Regions from separate parts of the Hordeum vulgare genome. Here region 2 is linked to region 1. A link is a contact called in public Hi-C data. All regions are on one chromosome and are shown on one strand. Each heading gives the region's core, a stretch centred on a gene start, on an enhancer-like site or on the middle of the called end of the contact. The rest is flanking DNA. Distances are from core to core; before and after follow the strand shown.

Region 1 (4,898 bases), core at 794-3,293:
ATTTTGTATTCCTTTTTTCTACAATATGTTAATTCCTAAACAAGTAAAGTGTCACCGTGAAACCCTTGGTAAAGATGTCTCCTAAAACACTAAGCTCCTTTAGAAGGGGAGCCTCCTCATGAACATGAGTTTTGAAGGAGCATGGGCCTATGCTGTTGCATGTGGCCTAGATGAGTTGGATCAGTTACCTCCAACGTGTGCCTTGTGTCACACACTTCACCTATCATTTGATAGATGTCAACCTAAACCTTTCCCTCAAAAAAAGGGTAAACTTCACACGAATATCAAGAACGATTACTCATCCAACATGAAACAAACCAATCCCCCCCCCTCTCTCTCTCTCTCTAACACAAACGAAAAGAAATAAAAAAAGTGCCCAACTTATGCTAATTTGTCGTCTCGATAAAGATAGCGGGTAACGGTGCTTTCGGACACACTGAGAGCATCTATAGCCGGACCCCTCAAATCCGATCCCTCAAACGTCCACGGACGTGCCGGGCGCGTCCGCAGACTGTGACCGATCATGTCTTAAATAATGCAGTCTACATCCGAATATCTCAACTTAGAAACCTTGAATCCATATTATTACTTGCAACATAAACCTAATACTAAGCGGAGCTCGTCCGGCTTCGTCGTGCCCATGTCCGGTGCCTGACTGCGTCCCTCATAGTGTCGTTCCGGTCACCGACGAGGTAGGATAGGACATGTGACACTAGTTGGTTCACGGGAGTCGAGCTCCCGTCGTCTCCCGTGCCCTACTCTTCCTCGTCGGAGCCCGTAACCCGGACGGTGCTAGTTGATGTGAGGTCGATGACGGATCCTTCGTGGGAGGAGCCGATGTCCACCACGACGCGGTTGCGTCGACCGCAGTGTTGCATCCTACGGGGCGCCGAAGAGTGTGACTCCACCTCTCCAACATCCGCCTTCGCGAGGGCCTTTGACGTATCCCGTGTCCGCTACCTCGCCCGGCGGGCACGCCGCACCATGACATCATCCGAGATCGACCATGCTTCGTGCTCAGCGCGTGAACGAAGGGGTTGCACTTCCGCCACGGCGTTCGGACGCGAGACGGATAGCACCGCCTCCGGTGAGGCAGCAACGCCGGATCCAACCATCGGTTGCGCGGATGCAATGGATTCCCGACATTGTGAGACTGAGCGTTGCCGTTGTGCAGCCGCCTCCCGGGAGCGGCGGAGCGCAAGCCGGATGGTCATCGCCTCCTTGGAACCGCGTGGGATGAGCTCGTGGTCGACAGATTTGGAGGTGAAGGACTCAGATCTGCTGCCAACCATGTGAGAGGTGACCTTGAGTGGCGAATGAGAGTGAAGGGAAATGGAGTAAAGTGGCTAGGGTTTGGTCCGGCGGACGGATGGGGACGAATATATGTTGGGTAGATGCGGGTCAATACGGGCCAAGCGGGCGTGCCCGGGCACGTCCCGGCCCCCATATCCGCATCATATTTGAACTGAAAATGAGGATGCCGGTTAGACCGGATGTTTGAGGCTGATTTCAAAGGTCCATCTGGCCGGACAATGCCCGGACGTTTGAATATGGTTTGAAAGGTCCGGGTGTAAATGATCTAAACGTCCATAGGTTTATGTTCGCTGCTTAATGAGTGGTTAACTCCTCTGCGGTTAGTACGCGTGTGAATTTCTCCTAATGTCATGTGTAACTAACGATGTCTTCTCCTCACATTCCTCCAACAAAATGAGGACGACACCACCGCAAAGAAAAGCACTAACCTGAACACAATTAAAGTTTCTAACCCATAAAAGAAGAATGGTATGGCAAAGCGCGCGGCCAAAACACATCCAATCAAACAATGATACGTAGGAAATGCTGGTGTAGCAAGTATAGCAAGTAGTACTGGCATTATAGTTGACCCGCTGTTTGTGAGATAAGACAGGCCTACGTTGCATGCGCAAAGACTGCAGGTGATGGCGATGCGATCATGCGAATCCAAACCACCTGCAGCTAGCGGGTGGTGATGAATATGATGGCTTGCAATCGAAAGCACTGACCACCAAACCCTGCAGGCAGAGTGGCACCAAGGGCGGGAGAAAGGGATGGCTCAGAGGAGAATGCCACGGCACGGGCACGGGCACATAGGCGGGCGCAGGGGAGAGCACCGGAAAGAAAAGGAGGAAGGAATAATGGAAAGGCTGATACTGCTTGTCTCCATGCAACCCCACCTCACGCGGGCAGGGCAGAGGAGGTTTCCTTGAAGTGGCAACAACTAAAGAAGGCCACGCATGTGATAAAAGTCCCGTGTACCACTGCCCCATTGCACGCACGAGCAGCAACAGTCCAAGGGAAGTTGTGTTGTCTGCTTCCCTCGTGTCCTTTTCGTAGATTCCCTAGTCAGTGTAGGGGATCCCCATGCTTTCATCATCATGAGGATGAGCAATGGGGTGCGCCGTACGTACGGGTAAAGGAAAAGGGCTAAAGGGAAAGCCGGAAAAGGAGAGGATTTTGGCAGAGGGAACTCACCACAGGACGGGAAACAAAGGAGTAAAAATGGGGCGTCTTTTGTTGCGTGGAGTCATGTCCCACCTGCTTCTTTTCACGGGAGTTTCCACGGTTCGTATGATCCAGCTACGTGGGAAGGAGTCATTCTATTGTCAATTTACGTGTCATTTGTTTCTAGGTCTAACAATGACAAACTTTACAATACAATGTTGCCAAACTTGTTTAAGATTAAGAAGATGTTTGGGCAGAACATCTCCCACGCCGACTCTCAAACCATACGTTCGGACCTCACGGTTCAAATCGCAAATGTCATCCAACGCGGATCTATATCAGTTTTTCGAACGGTACGGACGTGCATTTTCTCGTAAACGAGAGATAAATGTAAAAGTTTTACCGCGTTCGGACAACACCCATAATGAGGACATCAATATCATAGTTACATCCACAACCGCTCCTAATATACATACAGAACCAATTACAAGAGCTCGGTCACGTCAATTAAATTATCAGATATTTTCATTTTTTGGAAATGATCCTAATGTTCATGAGAATATGATGTTGCCTAAAATAGATACATGTGTGTTGGTTACTAATGAAGGGCTTAGCATGGACAAGGAGGATGAACACTGGAGCAGGACCAAGCGTGAAGATAAAAGCACGCACAAAGAGAGAATTTTCAGGACTTTCAAGCCACATAATAACACACAAGGCCATTGGCAAAATATACAATATACCCCTTCATAAATTTCGTCGATAGCTTATTATATGTGTTGAGTCACTTTATTTTGAGCTAGACCCATTCAATTTGAAAATATTGCCTCAACGACTTAGGAGGTGTTTTAGTCTCACCTTGCCAAGGGTGAACGAAATTTCCTCCCTTTCCTCTGTAAATACAACTCTTATGGCACCTTTTAGATTTGGATTTGATTAAAGTTCGTCATAGCTGCAACTCGGGTCCTTCGTTTGTATTCAACGACTAGACCAAGATGTCAAAGAACCCCACTTTCATTTAGGAGAAACATTAAACGGTGTATCTTCGTATGTTTGAGGAGTCCAACCATGAAACTCACGTTGCCATCATTCTTTCCATAGAAACTACAAGATTCTTTTAAGTAGAAGAAATATGCAAATCTGAAAAGGGAAAGAAAAGATTTAACAGAATAAATACCTAGTGTGGAGTCAATATTATGTGTAGTCTCGCAGTGCATCGCGTTCGCCAAGACATCCTCGTCGATTAAAGATAGTGTGGGCCACTACATAGGTGTTTATTTCCTATCTTGTAATGTTTTATTGTGATCGGCTTTGTTTGACACTCTACTTAATAATTACCAAGTATAGTTATGTGCATCACAATAATGCAACGCCAAAGGTTTAACTTCCTTTTACCTGAAAAAAGGTTTAAGTTTCTTTTTTTCTAAAATAATTTCACTATAAATCGAACACCTGATTATTTTAACATTCAAAATTGAATATATTTTATGAAAAGTTGTTGTTGTGAGGATGCGATTTTTCTTTATAAAGCATGACAAATTCTTTCCATGTTCAGCTTTTGCCAAGGTTAACCATGCTTCTTGCCACTTGGTTTGTATCGTGAAATCTACTCCCTCCATTCCTAATACTTGTAGTTGAGGAGAACTAGACTAGTTCTTTTTAATGGTGTAATCTACTCCCTCCATTACTAAATACTTGCAGCTCAGGAGAACTAGACTAGTTCACCCCAACTACAAGTGTTTAGGTACAGAGAGAGTAGCATTTTTTAGCCAAAATACTGATGTTATACAAGAACAGATTCTTGCCTTCTTCTGAATATTGATAATGAAGCAGTCTCAGATAGGTATCTGGGTCTACGTACTCTTGTTGGTATAGACATGAGTGACTGTTTTAAGCACCTCACTGAAAGAATTATGCAGAGGATTAATACCTAGAAAGAACAAAGTTTCTTAGTCGTTGGGAAAGATACTTTACTCAAACCAATTGCCGAGGCCATTCCAGATTATGCAATGGGAGTCTTTATATTACCAAAATCAATTTGTAAATACACAGCTGATGTAATTGCCAAGTTCTCGTGGGGAGATGATGATAACAACAAGAAAATGCACTCGTTTGCATGGTGAGAACTTTGTTTTCCAAGGAGCCTTGTAGGCTGGGAAAACGCAACTTATACTCGTGTAACCTAGCTATGCTGACATAAAAAGTTTGGAGAGTCTTATGCAATCCCAATTTCTTACTTTCTAGAATACTAAAAGTGAATAATATCCAAATCAAAGAATTCTTGAAGTTGGATAAAAAAATGGCTCTTCTTGCACATGGCAAAGTATTTTTGAGGGCATCCAAACCGTCAATAGCGGTTGTATTTGGAGAGAATCTTTGAATCACTACAAGTCCGAACATGAAAGAAATCACATCAAGAGGGAATGATTTAATTAAAA
Region 2 (4,898 bases), core at 1,656-4,155, 420 kb before region 1:
TAATCTATTCAAAAATACCGTCCCATTCAAGCGGTGTTAATTAAAGATAATTCGCATGAGACCTACTAAAAAGTCACTTTTCACTCTCTATCCTATTAGCCAAGAGGTGTTAATTGAAAATAGTTCTCGTAAGGTTCATTAAAAATTTATTTTTTCTCTTCATCAAATGCATCTATTCTTAATCTAATCCTGTCAACCAAACACCTCTTTAGCTAAAACAGGTGTTGTTAGAGAACAATTAGCAAACTTAAATTGAACTATTATAAAGAGTGATTTGGTCGAATGGAAAGAACTAAAAGATGAGGGGTAAAAATATAGATCGTTTCAATGAATTCTTTTCAAAACTTATGCTCCTAAAATGAACTAGCATGAGCTTTCAAATTGTAGTAATATGTGCTTCTTATTAAAACTGGTGCTCTCACTATTCGATGGGGTATTGCACAACTGTGTTTTCCAAGTAAACAAATTTATGTTTTTCACATGCGTGTGTTTCACCTAAAAACATGTCTGTAGATGGTTAGAGAAACAATAGTATTTTTAATCTATTATAGTTTAAGTCCCGTTGTTCGTATTATTTTTGATTTATTTCTAGATTTCTAAACAATGCACTTTCAGTGTAAGAAAACGTTTTCATCGATGATGAGGTGTCAATGATAACTTCATAAATCTTAAGATAATATGTTGTCTTAATTTTTTGGACATGTTCATAAAGATAAGGTATACATATAATACAGAATAAGTATATACACGTATATATGAACATTTGAGTGTACTGTGCTTAAAAAATTGCTTCTGTTGATCGAAATCCCCAAACCCAGGAAAAAAGCAAAAAAATACTGAGAAAAAAATCTGAAAACCCAGAAATAGCCTGAAAGAAACGGAGAAAATTAGCCTCTTGCTCCACGAGTGCGCCCTCTCTCTCTCCATGCTTGCTGCGATTGGTTCCAAAAGGAAATGTTTTATTGCTGAAGAAAAACAAAAGGAAGTTTTACTGTAACCGTGTTTATTCCGTCTCGGGCAGTTCGCCGCAGTTGCACGGCTGTATCTCGTCACGTGGTGGCCATGCATGGTCCATGAAGATGAAGCTAGAAAAAAAGCGAGACATCCGTCGTCCATGCATGGCCCATGACGATGAATAGAAGAAAAGCCAGACATCCGTCGTCCATTGCAGATGTGTTGGCAAAACCACGAGGAAGGCCAGAACAAGCGAGCATGGGTGCATGGCCTTCGCATGGCCATGTGATGCCACGTCTGCATCACACGTCAAACTCCACACACACACCCGAATACCCAGTCACTCCATCTCCAGTTAGGTTTTAGCATACGTACGACGCTTCGTGGCAAGAGAGAGGCAGCCAGCAGCCGGCGTCTGCAGACCGGTCAGAGAGAGAGACCAACGGCGGCGGCAAATTGATCGCTCCGAACGGGCTAACGGGCAGTCCAGCACGCCCAACACCAAGCGGCCCTGTGGTGACGCACTCACTCAGGCGCGGTACTTGGGGAAGCTTGGCGGTGGCGCCTCGGACCTGTCAAAATCCACGGAAAAGGACGCACGGATGGGATCGGGTCCAGGCCGACGAAACGCAGCGCCGCTTGTTGGATTGGATTGGAATTTTTGGTTTCCTGCTTTCTCCTGCGCATGATCGTTTCTTTTCCATGTCCAGACGTTTCTCTTTTCACAAAGATAATCCAGACCATACGTCTCTGCACTCCAACCTGTCTGCAGATTATCCATAATAAATAAATAAATAAAAGGAGGTCGCCATATTCTTGGCTTGCAGATTTTTTATCTAGTTCCCTTGTTTTTCATCCATCATCCGTCACTGGCGCGCCACAACAGAATCATAATACCGCGATTGTGTATGTAAATATGTGCACTGATTCATGGCACGACTCCCGTTTCAATTCAGTCTCTTAAAACGCTCCGGCAGGATGTGCGTACATTAGCGTTCGTGCTTACGCAACTAGCCAACGTTTTTCTTCTGTATTGAAATTAATGCAATGAACTTGCAAGTTGAAGCTAAATTTCCGGTTACGTCCCTTTCGTTGATGACACGGGCTCACGGAAAATTCAGATAAACAGCGTACAATGTACATGGACAGCCGGACCGCGAGAAAGTCAGACTAATTAAATCGCAAGAGACAGATTGTGATGGGCCATTTCGTCCTATACAGTCCCCGGTTTTGGGAGAAAACTGTAAAATATATACTGCGTGTGGTTCAGATATTTGATTGGATAACGTGACGTACACGTTCACCACAAGGACACAAAGATGCAAGTGAAAAAAATATACACTTCAATTAAATAAGCTGCTGAGAATAACCATATACTATAATATCTTCAAGTGATGTTTCACACCCTCCGTTATCTTTGAATTTCGAATGTACTTCCCCGCAAAAAAAATAAAAGAAATTGGAATGTACTCGTAGGAAAGAAGACGTGGCAAGAAGTTATTGCTAGCTTTGTGATGAAGCAACGAGGCAGATATATAAATAAATAAATACTACTACACGATGACATGAACGCCCAGTGACAATTCCTATCGGGTGCAGCAGTGGATTTGAAGATAACGCCAATGCTTGGTCCTTTGTGCGGAACGTGAGGGGGCTTGTCGTTCTCCTCGCAGAAGACCCAAACCACATTTTCACGTTCCCACCACCAACGTCACCTCCTAGACCCATCTCCAAGACCAGCCCGTGCACCTCACGCTACACGAACGCCTGGCCGCTTCCACCTCCACATGTGTTATCGAGTCCCGTCCTAGTGTGTTTGTTCAAAAAAAAAAGTACCGGCCTAGTGTTGATCCTTTTCGCTGTTGCGGTCCGCCCGATGCCCTCCGATCACTAGTGGTGTAACCCGGCCGGTGCGACAGCGCAGCGGCACTGCCAACCTAGAGAAACTTCGCGACCGCCGCGCGGACTGCAACGACGCGAGCGCGCGTCTCCGTTGAGGACGGGGCCGCGCTGAGTGCGACGCCGCACGAAGCGCACTGGCCGTGTCGATCCTGGCTGGTGTCCCTTCGTTGCCTGCACGGCCACGGCTTTGTTCTTGTTGGTTTCTCGGGAGGGCTTTCCACGCGCCAGCGTTGCCCTTGTTTCCACCCTCGTCGTCAATATCTCCCAGCCTGGTGTCTCCTAGCCCAGCCATCTCACCGACGAAATTTTTCCTCCTCTTTTTATTGAGTATATATTGATTATTAGGAAATATAAGATATTTTAGGATTTGTTCTATCTTGTCTTCTATTTCAAGTTGATCATTTTGCTTTTATATATATATATATATATATATATATATATATATATATATATATATATATATATATATATATATATATATATATATATATATATACTAGCAAAAGGGCCCATGCGTTGCAACGGGAAAAATAAATACCACACGCTCTTATTTTATAAAAAATGGTCTATAATCTGAGAATTTGTAGTTACGACACAAATAAAGATGGTCTTATTCTACAAAAATGCAGTTTAAAATTTCACAGGTCTTCTATTTTAACACGGCTTGCATGTAGATTTAATACGTACAAAGAATCAGTCAAATGACCTTCAGTTTCATCTCTAATCCTGATTTTGTTGACTTGTTCATCCCCAACCTAGATGAGTACCCGTATGAAAGAAAGACGAATAATGACTTATTTATTAAGATTGCATCCTAGATAGTATTTTTATTAAACGTTTAACAGATAAAATAATATCATATTTAAATTCTACATATTTTTCTAATCAAATTCCATATATAATATGTTAAATTTGGAGTTACGGTTTATTAAAAGATATGAGTATTTTAAAAAACATTTATTATATACTACAAGTTTAATGTCATAAACAGTAAGGGCTTTGTTGTAAAATCACCTCGATGGGTTTTCCGACGGAAGCGATAGCCTCTTTATTATTAGGTAAAGATATGTGTGTGTGTGTTCATGAGGGTCAAATAATACAATAATTATTTTATCAATCCTTCTATTCCCTTCAACATGGTATCTGCCGCAAGTTCCTTGACCTAGCCACCGTCGGCGCCGCTTCCGCACCGCCCGCCGCCCTCGGGGTAGTCGGCCTCCACGATCGCCGTCGAGGGCCGCGCCGTCCGTACCTAGGATTCGTTCGCTAGTCTTGCTGACCAACTGCCCTAGAGAGTCTTTTTTTCGATCTCTTGATTCAGGTTTCTCTCGTTTGCCGGTCTCTTGATCGGCGTTTTTCCTTTTTGGTTTTTCGATTTAAGATTGGTTTGCGTCGCCCGCCGCCGCCGTCGACCACCGCGCCTCTACTTCAACGTCGACGCGATCCAACCTCTACACCGACCCGGCGGCGTCGCGCGATGTGGCCGCTCCTCACGGGCGTCGCCCACCGCCGCCGTCGACCACCACGCCTCTACTCCAACATCGGCACGATCCGGCCTCTACACCGACCCGGCGACCTCGCGCGATGCGACCGCTCCTCACGGGCGTCGCCCGCACGTCTGCTCGCCTGTCGCCCTGCACCGGCCGTCGCTGCCCTTCTCCGACCGAGACTGCTTTATCATCAAAAGCCTCCACAGTCGCCTCATACGATCGCGCAACGGATGCCTCTGGTCAGCTGCGTCGGGCCGACTCCCGGCTCTGTCGGCGTCGGCCTCGCCGCCTGCCTCGGGCCGGCTTCCGGCTCCGTCCAGCGTCGGCTGCCGGTTTCGGCGTGTCGGCCTCGCCGCCTACCTCGGGCCGGCTGCCGGTTCCGGCCACGTCGGCCCTGTCGCCTGCCTCGGGCCGGCTGCCGGCTCCGACCGCATCGGCCTCACTGCGTGCCTCGGGCCGGCTTCTGGCTGGCTACCGTGGTTGCCTTGTTAGCTTCCTCGCGTCGGCTGCGTCGTCCGCCTCCCCAGGCCGGCTGCCGGCTCCGGTTGCAAC

Evidence for each region. A called contact is a pair of places that touch in the nucleus more often than the background predicts.
Region 2: a contact with region 1 is called in a Hi-C map of seedling, with 3 times the contacts expected there. The contact joins two enhancer-like sites. A contact is called at or near these places in 3 of 6 Hi-C or Micro-C datasets (leaf and seedling).

Annotation. Positions count from the first base shown.
Region 1 is chr1H:239,602,071-239,606,968 of MorexV3_pseudomolecules_assembly, reverse strand. No RefSeq gene overlaps it. Among protein-coding and RNA genes, the nearest start is that of LOC123409135, 220 kb to the right of the region's middle. Within about 2 kb of position 2,043, at least 3 of the 3 cell types and tissues checked have open chromatin away from gene starts, as enhancers often do. A contact at or near this core is called in leaf and seedling, where this site is marked.
Region 2 is chr1H:240,018,283-240,023,180 of MorexV3_pseudomolecules_assembly, reverse strand. No RefSeq gene overlaps it. Among protein-coding and RNA genes, the nearest start is that of LOC123429675, 88 kb to the left of the region's middle. Within about 2 kb of position 2,905, at least 3 of the 3 cell types and tissues checked have open chromatin away from gene starts, as enhancers often do. A contact at or near this core is called in leaf and seedling, where this site is marked.